Linked DNA regions of Sus scrofa: all the other regions are linked to region 1. The links are chromatin contacts, called in public HiChIP or PLAC-seq maps. All regions are on one chromosome and are shown on one strand. The core of a region is the stretch at or near the end of the contact, and the rest is flanking DNA. Distances in the headings are between cores, read along the strand shown. Region 1 has its middle 46 kb from the start of GCLC. Region 2 overlaps KLHL31 (kelch-like protein 31). Region 3 has its middle 27 kb from the start of KLHL31.

The links. HiChIP or PLAC-seq counts read pairs in DNA pulled down with a chosen protein or histone mark.
Region 2: an H3K27ac HiChIP or PLAC-seq map of alveolar macrophages shows a contact between it and region 1. The contact joins two enhancer-like sites. A contact is called at or near these places in 12 of 47 Hi-C or Micro-C datasets (brain, embryonic fibroblasts, epiblast stem cells and 8 more) and 2 of 2 datasets of contacts at active chromatin or transcription factors (alveolar macrophages and skeletal muscle).
Region 3: a contact with region 1 is called in an H3K27ac HiChIP or PLAC-seq map of alveolar macrophages. The contact joins two enhancer-like sites. A contact is called at or near these places in 19 of 47 Hi-C or Micro-C datasets (alveolar macrophages, brain, embryonic fibroblasts and 10 more) and 2 of 2 datasets of contacts at active chromatin or transcription factors (alveolar macrophages and skeletal muscle).

Annotation. Positions count from the first base shown.
Region 1 is chr7:27,253,605-27,256,995 of Sscrofa11.1, reverse strand. No RefSeq gene overlaps it. Among named protein-coding and RNA genes, the nearest start is that of GCLC, 46 kb to the right of the region's middle. Within about 2 kb of position 1,870, at least 7 of the 83 cell types and tissues checked have an H3K27ac peak or open chromatin away from gene starts, as enhancers often do. A contact at or near this core is called in alveolar macrophages, where this site is marked.
Region 2 is chr7:27,093,980-27,097,370 of Sscrofa11.1, reverse strand. The region is part of intron 1 of KLHL31 (kelch-like protein 31); the gene reads right to left. Among named protein-coding and RNA genes, the nearest start is that of KLHL31, 7.3 kb to the right of the region's middle. Within about 2 kb of position 1,615, at least 2 of the 83 cell types and tissues checked have an H3K27ac peak or open chromatin away from gene starts, as enhancers often do. A contact at or near this core is called in alveolar macrophages, where this site is marked.
Region 3 is chr7:27,113,483-27,116,873 of Sscrofa11.1, reverse strand. No RefSeq gene overlaps it. Among named protein-coding and RNA genes, the nearest start is that of KLHL31, 27 kb to the right of the region's middle. Within about 2 kb of position 1,498, at least 19 of the 83 cell types and tissues checked have an H3K27ac peak or open chromatin away from gene starts, as enhancers often do. A contact at or near this core is called in alveolar macrophages, where this site is marked.

The DNA of each region.
Region 1 (3,391 bases), core at 621-3,120:
ACTAACTGTAGCCGCCATGCTGTACATTACACCTCCAGGACTTTGTTATTTTATAATTGGAAGTTTGTACCTTTTGACTCCCTTCAACTCATTGCTCTCACCCCTCATCTCCTGCCTCAGGAAACCACCAATCTGTTCCCCGTATTTGAAAGCTTAAGCTTGCCTTTTGTTGTTGTTATTGTTTTAAGATTCCGTATAAGGTGAAATCATCTTTCTCTTCCTGACCTATTTCACTTACGTAATAACCACAAGGTCCACCCATGTTGTCAAAAATGGCAAAAGTTCCTTCTTTCTTAATGGTTGAGTAATATATCTATATTTATACCTCACTTTCTTTGTCCATTCCTCCACTGATGGACACTTACGTTGCTTCCATATCTTGGCTATTGTAAATAATGTTACTATGAACATGGAGGTGCAAAAATCTTTTTGAGTTAGTGTTTTCACTTTCTTCTTCCACGTCTTTTCCAGAAGTGGAATTGCTGGATTATATGGTAGCTCTATTTTTAATTTTCTTGAGGATCCTCCAAACTGTTTTCCACAGTGATTGTACCAATTTACATTCCATCAATAGTGCGCAAGAGTTCCCTTTTCTTCACATCCTCACCAACATTTCTTTCTTTTCTTTTTGAGAATAGCCATTCTAATAGGTGTGAGGTGGTATCTTATTGTGGTTTTGATTTGCATTTCCCTGACATTCAGTGATGTCGAGCACCTTTTCATGTAACCTGTTGGTCATCTGTCTTTGAAAGGTGTATATACAGATCCTCTGCTCATTAAGTGGGATTAAACATTTTGTTTGGTAATGGTGTTGTATGAACTCTTTATATATTTTGGATATTAACCCCTTTATCAGATGCATGATTTGAAAATATTTTCTCCCATTCAGCAAGTTGCCTTTTCATTTTTTGAAGGTTTTCTTTTTTACGCAGGATCTGTTGAGTTTGATAGTCCTACTTATTTATTTTTATTGCTTTTGGTGTCAGATTCAAAAAACAATTACCAAGACCTATGGCAAGGTGCTTAACACCTATGTTTTCTCCTAGGAATTTTATGGTTTCAGGTCTTACATTCCAGTCTTTAACCCACCTTGAGTTAATTTCTGTATGATTCTTAGCAGTCTAACTTCATTCTTTTGCCTGTGGTTGTCCAGTTTTCCCAGCACTATTTATTGAAGAGACTGTCCTTTCCCCATTGTATATCCTTAGCTCTTTTGTTATAAATTAAGTGATCAAATATATGAGGGTTTATTTCTGGGCTCTCTATTCTGTTCCATTTTTATGCCAATACCATGCTGCTTTGATTTACCATAGCTTTGCTACGTGGTTTGAAATCAAAGTTGGAGGCACCAAATATTGATCTTAATGCATCTCTCATGCTTAATGTTATGTTTCATTTTATCAGATGTAAAGAATGAAAGGGGCTTTCAAGATTTTCCAGCCCACTTCAGCCTCCACTCACACTCTTCAGACAATCTGTGATTCTTTGGTCCCCTTCCCAGTCAAGGTCGCTCACCAAGTCTCCTCACATCCAGTCTGAACCTCATCAGTTCCTTTCCAACTTACTTTTTCTAAATATCACTTGACATGTATGTTCAGAAGTGTTTATGGGAAAAGTTAAATATTTACACAAAAGCCAAATGGAGGGAGAAGCTGATAGATCTCAGTAGCTTATCTTTAGGGCAGGGCAGGGCAGGGCAGGGCAGGGCAGGGCAGGGGGAAGCCTTAAGCTAAATGGAAAGTTTATTAGCAGCACCTCTAAATCCCTTGGAGTTAAGCAGCCTTTTTGCAGTGCTGAATAGGGCCCCCTATCCCAGCTGAGAGTGTTGACACCCTGTCATCAGAGACACACGTCCTTGACCCTGCCCCATCACCAGCTGCTTGAAGGATACTTCCACATTTCCTCTCTACAAGGTCTCCAAAAGGCCTCCGAGACATGGCCTAACCCTCACCACGTGCTGGGTTTCCACACATCTCTTACTTAATTTTTGTGTAGGTGGTGATTTTAGGAAGAGGTGGCCAAGGCCAGATCCCTGCACTGAGGAACAGAAAGGCTCACAAACAGCCCACATCCAGGTGGGGTGTGAAGCATCCTGGGACCAAGAGGAAACCTCTTGTTAATCTAGATTTGATAGGGTGAGAACTGGATTAAGTAATGGCCAGTTGTGTTCTGAGTGAGGGTCTAGGCTCATCCACAGCTATTGCCACCATGGAAAAAGCCCTTTTGCTTATCTCATCATTTATGGTTCTGTTCCCAAAGCCCTGAACCCGCAGCTGGGTTCAGGCAGTAAAGCTTATGAAAGGTGGTGCTTACTTTCTGTCGGATATATAGACAGGGTGTCATTACCTGGCATTCAGATACATACATTAGAATTAAAGACCAGTGTCATTTGAAACGTAGAATTAATCTGTGTCTAATTGAGGTACAGAAAGTGATCTAAGTCCTTGTTACTCATTGTGACCCACAGACCAGCAGCAGCAGCAGCATTACCTGGGGACTTCTTAGAAATGCAGAAAACTGGAGTCCCCATCCTAGGCCTACTGAGCCAGAAATGTGTATGCAGCTTAGTTTGACAAATCCTGCAATGGACTACTACTCAGCCACAAAAAAGAATGAAATGTCATTTGTAGCAACATGGATGGACCTAGAAATTATTAAACAAGTGAAGCAAGTTAAGGAAAAACAAGTATCTACTACATCACTTAAATGCGGAATCTAAAATATGATACAAAACAGAACCAAGACTCACAAAGAAAACATAGTTACCAAAGGGGAAAGGTGGGGGAGGGATAAATTAGGAGTTTAGGATTAACATATACACATTTCAATCTATAAAATAGATTAAAAAAAACAAGGACCTACCATATAGCTTATGGAACTGTACTCAATATTCTATAATAACCTATATGGGAAAAGAATCTGAAAGATATATGTATACATGTAATTGAATCACTTTGCTGTACACCTGAAACTAACACAATACTGTAAACCAACTAGACTCCAATATAAAAAAAAGAGAACAAAAAGAACAATGAAGTTGGGAGAAGTGGGTGGACCAGATGACCTAGGGGTTGTGGGTAGGAGAAGGATGTTGATATTGGTTGGAAACAGATATCTCTCTGTAAGACCTGGTGATTCAGTCTAAGCGGGCTCACACTGGTTTGCACCTAGCACCCAAGTTATTTGTAATCCACCATGTGACCACTGACTCAGCACTGCAGCAGTTCAGAGTAAAAGAAAAATTCACTTCCAGTGGCTATTTCTTCCCTGCCCATAGCGGGTGACAGCTACTAGGGAGGTGAGACATCTATTTCCATTTACTACAATTCTTCTTCCGAAGATCTGAGGATGGCAGTGAAGAAATCATTTCACGGAATCTGGGCTAATTAAA
Region 2 (3,391 bases), core at 366-2,865, 160 kb after region 1:
GATTATAATTGATATAGTTTTTTGAATAATAATTTAGCAGTCTATCAAATATAAAAACTATTCTTATGCTTTGACACTAGAGTTCTAAATCTACTCATGTGCCTCTTAGAAATATATTTACATGGGTGCTGACATATTAGGGACAGTAACCATTACCTGTAATCAATGTCATAAATATTTGAACCAGTTTTTTAACCTATATGATGTGTGGATTTAGCTCTATGATGTAACTCTGAACATCTCTGATTTTAAATTGCTACATAGTCCTTCAATATCATAGATTACATTATTTTAGCTCTTCTCAAAATATTGGGCCTACTCATGGATGTGGATAAAATCTATAGATGGATTTTATCTACTGCCATGTAACATTTACTTTCTTGTGAAATTACTGATGTTGCATTTTTTTTCCATTTTTAAAGTAACAAAATCAGTGTGTGTAATTCAACAATTCAGTTCGTGGAATTACAAATAATTGTATACTGATACAATACAAATAATCGAAATTACAGATGACTATGTATGCTTATGCAAACTTATATCTGCATAGTTTGAGCAGTGATGTAAACCAACTGGTAAACCACTTCTGTAGGGGGAAAAAAAAAGCCCTTATTTGTTGGTGTTTTTTAAGAATTTAATTTGTTTTTATTTAAAGTGTTTTTATTACAGTTGATTTACAACGTCCTGTCAATTTCTAAAAGCCCTTATTTGTGAGGTGCTGATTTCTTTGATACAAATACACTCAACATGATTGGTTTCAAGCTATCAACAACCAGCTCGCTACATTCCTGAAAATGTAAAAAGGTTCTCATGAGCCAGTACAAGTCAGTTCCAGCATACCACTAAGAGAGAACTTATATCAAAACAAGTTTATGCCATATTACTCAGCAATTTACTTTTATCGCTTGAATGTGCTCATGTACATCTTTCTGTATTAGCACACACATAAATTTACCTCATTCTCTCTAACAGCCACATAGATCCCACAGTAGGGATATATAAAATGCATGCAATCATCCTCTTGTTGATGGATATTTAGGGGTTTAGGGGTTTTTAAAGTTTTTGAGGGTGGTGGTGGTGGTGGTGGGTGTGTGTGTGTGTGTGTACATATGTGTGTCTGTTTTAAGCCTCACTGTTGAGTTCATTCTGAGGGGTAAAACTTAGCTTTGATCCCCCTTGAAAGTTTTCAATTTAATTACTGGAATATATGTTGAAAAATTCCATAATTGTGTTTGTTGCTGTTCCTTTCCAAGTGGAAGGAAAGTAGCAAGTAGGTAGAAAGTAGAGAAGGTCTGTCTCTTTGCCAGGGCTTTTGTCTTCCTCATTAAGCTCCAGCTGTCATATTCATATTTATATTTGTTCATAAGACTGCAGCACATTTGTCCTTCCTCATTCTTTCTTGTAAGCAAGGCTACATGCATCCTTACCTTGTGAAATAGATTTTCAACCCACTCCCATTTTAGTCTTCAAATCCCTTTGATTTATGTGGTGAGTGTCCCCTTGCTGGATTTTTCTGGGGAAAATTTTTAAAATTTTGTTTGGCAAGCAGTTATCAGACACCTACTGCTGTGTGGGCAGCACTGTTCTGGGAATGATGGGGCAATACAATGAGTAATTTATGGTTAGAGAGACGAAAACGACACGTGCAGAATGACAACAAGAAAGTAGCTAAGCACAGCATAGTAACTTCAAAAATAAAACAAAACCCAGCATTTTCTACCAGTAGGAGCATAAATGTCCTTTTGGAAGAAGCCTATTTTCCTGGAGGAATCTCTATGGGCAATTTTTTATTCATGTAGACATAAGGATTATAACTACTCATTGTTTTGGATGAAATCCTAAACCTGAGGATTGATCCGAATGCTTCAGACCGAGATGCTAAATGTTTTGTTCATCCATCATGAAGAGATCATTTCATTGGTAGCATATAGGGGTGGATATTTCAATGACTGATAAGATAAGTCCCCTATGGCCTCATGCCCCACCTCTGGAGCTGAGTTCCAGAGGCTCCCCTGGGGTACCTTGTGTAAAACTTCAGTTGCTGGATGGTAGTAAAACACAGGACATCCTGGAAAGAACTGAAGGGGTGGGAGGGATTTGGGTTGGCTGTTTACCAATTCGGTACAGAAGGATCTCAGTATTTAACAACTGGGATACATGATACTGAAACATACTAGGACAAGGTGTAATTCTTTTGAAATCATTTTGATTTTAAGGTTCTTTTTGTTTCTTTTGGTGAAAATGGAAGTTTCTGGAGCAAAGAGAGAATCCAGCCTCAACAACCTAAAGATATATATGCTGAGGCTAAGGAGACAAAGGCCAGCAGGCAATTCTAAACGAAGGAGTAACTGGTGGACTCAAGAGCGATAATATCTGATATCCAGTTTTAAATCTTTTTATACATTGTTGTTCTCATATATCATCCTTCATTGAGGTGTTCTCAAGGATCAGTAATAAAGATTGATCAATTGCTGGCTAGCTCACTCTTCACCTTTAGGAATATCATGTTGTATAGCTGTGAAGACCTCAGTCTCTGAAGAAGACTGCCTGGGTTTAAAAACCAGCCCTTGCCTCCACCACTGGTAAAAAAGCCAAGTAAAGCTTCTTTTTGATAGATGGTCCCTGTAAGCTGGAAGGTAGTGGAGAGAGTGCGGCGAAAAGTAGAGAAAACTACCCGGAGATGCTAAAGAGTGTAATAAAAGGGGCGATGGTTTTGTAGGGGAGTCGAGAGGTGGGGAAAAAGAATAGTATAGGATGAACTCCCCTTTCCCCGCCTTTCTTGGAAAGGGATGGCTTTTTGGCTGAGTAGGCTGCAGGTGGTACTGCACAGGGCAGCTGCACCTCCACTGGAAACTGTTGCTGACTTGAAGAACCGGAGGACAGAGTTTGTGGTGAAGGCATTCACTGGAGAGTGAGATGGGAATTCTGGAAAAGAGAGATCCATGAACAGGAAGCCCGGTGGAAACGTAAACCTTCAGGAATGAATGAAGAGCATTGGGGGTGATAAATATAAAGAACTAGTTTTTCTCTAAAGCTCTTTAAAATACATTTGACTCTTCAAAAATGATAACATTGTCTTAGGGAATTCATAATATATGTAGATGTATGCTATACCATAAAGGATGAGGGGATAGTGGTAAATGAATCTATACAGTTGCTATATTTTCTGTGTTTTACGTGAAGTGATGCAATAGCTTATGTAGCCTGCAAAAATTTAGCTTTGCATGTTGTAATCTCTAGAGTGGTGCTGTCCAATCCAATAGAAATATAATATGAGCCACATAGGTAATTAAAACACTTCCAGTGGCCACATTAAAAAGGTAAAAAGAAACAGATGGAATTAATGTTCATAATATATTTTATTCAACCTAATATATACAAAATATTTCAA
Region 3 (3,391 bases), core at 249-2,748, 140 kb after region 1:
CCACAAGGCTGGTGGGGGCTGGAGCTCCGAGGATGCACCCAGGGTGTCTGGCTGCCAAGTCCTACCTTGGATTTCTAACCTGGGAAATACTCCCACCCTGGATCTGAATGTTGTAATGTCCTCCTCATGGAACATTTGTGTTTTTTATCCTTTTTAAACTAATGCAACATTTGGGACTGTGTGCTTGGCCAGTGTTGCAGGATCGTCTTTGCAAAAAGGGGACAAAATTAGATGGCCTCTGGAGTCCAGCTCAAGGGCTCATGATTGGATGATGTTACAGAGGTCTCTCACTCTTGGAATAATGTAGGCCATGTGGGCACCATTTTTAAGAAGTTACATTTTTTCCAACTAAGCACACACCCTCGATACACCATAACATTCTCAAATTTTAATTTTTTTAAATCATGCTATATTATACAATAAAATTAGTGATAGTGACCATTTGTAGGTCTGTTTCCTTACAGTACATATGTGTGTGTGTGTCAGAGACCCAGGAACAGAGAAGGCTGGAGTCTAGTGCCCTTTGGGGGAGCTCCTGCAGGCCTCTAGCTCCCACTGCTGGAGTGGTCAAGAGGGAAGAGAATTAAGGGAAAGGATGGGTCAGAAATGTTTCTAGGGTGGGTTCAATCCCATTGTCTCCAGTACCCCTGTCTATAAAAAAAAAATTAACTCTTTTATCCTAAAATGACTTTCATAGATCATGTAACCTATTTATAGAATGCCTCAACTGAAACATAAAGAAAAAATAAGAGAAGTTCCCTTGTGGCTCAGGGGGTTGACTGGCCGTTGTTGGGACCTATGCTACGGCTGCAGCAAGGGTTCTGCCCTTGGCCCAGGAACTTCCACATGCCACTGTGTGGCCCCCCAGATTTTTTAAAAATATTTTTTTAAATAAAGCGAAAAAATAAAAGGAATGAGAATTAAGTAGTTCGATATTCTCAGGATCAATAAAGTCATAGTGGTGTAGCTCAAATGCTTGCACCCATCCGTGCATCTCTGCAAAGCCACAAGGGCAGAGATGCGCTGATTCAAGAGTGTCTGTGTGACTCACTCACCACCAGCAGCCTTTACCACAGTAGCTGAGCTCTTCCGGTGGTGAAGAAGTTAAGTTACAAGCATAAAAACCTATATTCATCCTCTGATTTTTTTTTTAAAAAAAAGAATGGACAGCAAAGCAACACACAATTTTCCTTCTAATCAAACGGCTTACTGGGATAGTCAGCCTATATCAAAACCAAGCAAAAATATTCTTTGTTAACAGGGAGAGTAGAGTTGAGTCCTGGATCTGGCTGGCACCTTCCTGAATTAGTGCCACAGTTAAGCAGGGTGTGGACTCTTCTTTGAGACATGGGACTGGCCCATGGAGTCCACGATATCTGCCATATCCGCAACCTGCAAGTGTTGGGACAAACCACCACCCCATTGGATTTTCCTGACACTCTCCAGGGCTGTCATGCTCCATCCACCCCCACCTCAGATGAGCACTTCCTCAGTCACAGACACGCTCTCTGCCCTGTCTTCTCGTCTGTCTGCCTCTCCCTCCCCCGTCTCCCTCCTTCCTCTGTCCCTCTGCCGCCCTTTCCTTCATCTTACGTGTCCTCTTACCTTCTCCCAAAGTTGCTTTCCTTTCCTCATCTCCTCCGCCTTCATCAGGAGGTGATGCTTCTTCCAGGAGTAGAGTTGAGGGCTTCTTATCTCTTGTGGATCATAGATCTTTTAAAGGTGGCCTCCTGCGGGCTTCCCAGCCCTGAGCCTCCTGACACTGCTCTCTCTGACTCCGTTTCTCATATTCCTTTTTTTTTAATATTCAAATTTTGATCTGTAATTTCAGCTGTTAAGGCCAGAAAATACTGTCCGAGAAACACAGTGTATATATATATAAGAGCCTTAACCCTTTAATATAGATTTCACATAGACCCTTTTTTACAAAAAAAAGAAATTGAAGTTGATTTACAATGTTGTGTTAGTTTCAGATGTACAGCTCGGTAATTCAGTTACACATGCATACATATATATTTTTTCTTTTTCAGATTCTTTTCCTTTATAGGTTATTTCAGAATATTGAGTATAGTTCCCTGTGCTCTATAGTAGGTCTCTGTTGGTTATCTATTTTGTGTATAGTAGTGTGTAGCTGTTAATCCCAATTTATCCCTTAGCTGTTAATCCTAATTTGTCCCTTCCCCCCGTATAGACTCTTAAGCACGAAACAATGGCTAAAATATATGGCTGATTTATTATAGGACCAGCACTGTGCCATGTGCTTTAATATACATTATTGGTTTTGATTACTACGTTAACTGCTTTTTACAGATAAGGACTGAGACTTTAGGAAATTAAATGATAGGCCAAGGACAGAATGTATGTTCTAAGCAAGGGGCGCTAGAGAAACAGCTCCCATCCTCAGAGAATAGCTCCCTGATGCAGGACAAAAAACTGGCATAGAGGAGTTCCCGTTATGGCGAGGTGGAAACAAATCCAATTAGCATCCATGAAGATGCAGGTTCTACCCTGGCCTTGCTCAGTGGGTTGGGGATCTGGAGTTTGCCATGAGCTGTGGTATAGGTTGCAGACACACCTCGGCTCCCACGTTGCTGTGGCTGTGGTGTAGGTCGCCCCCTAGCTTGGGAATCCATATACCGCAGGTGCAACCCTCAAAAGAAAAAGAAAAAGAAAAAAAAAAAAAAGAAAATCCTGCATAGAAATGGAACTTGACTGTTAGTATTTATTGGATATTGCCTGTGTCATCAGGTGTGCTCCACATGCATTGTGTTATTAATCCCTTCAGTAACCCTGTAACGACCATGCTATTGTTAGCATGGCCACCATAGCCTCCCCCTTACAGGTAAGGGACTGAGGCAGAAAGTTTGCTAGTAAGTAGCAGGGTGGAGATTCAGACTCAGGCAGACTTCCTGGGGGCCTGGGTTCTCCTTACCCACTAAACTGAGGGACTTCCAGAGAGGCCGCTATTTCTGGCATCTGGGCACAAGGAGGAGCTGCACTTAAGCTGAGTTTAGGGAGGAGAGGAATTTCTGTAGGTGGAGGTGAGAAGTACAACAGAGTAGGGAGGGCCTCACAGGTGTGCAGATCACTGGGAGAAAGTGGGAACCCTGGGCTGTCAGGCAGGCAGCATTTTCTTTTTTAAAATTTTAGAAGATTGATTTTTTTTTTCCCAGTTGAATATTGAAGAGAATGAACTTGACTGTTGAGCATTTGTGATTAGAATAAATATATCCTTATCTGCTCTGGATGGCGGTTAAAACAATTTGGTAGAAACATTACTGTAGGGAATTCCTGTCGGTACAGAAACGAATTTGACTACGAACCATGAGGTTGCTGGTTTGATCCCTGGCCTTGCTTAGTGGGTTAGGGATCCGGCTTTGCTGTGGTGTAA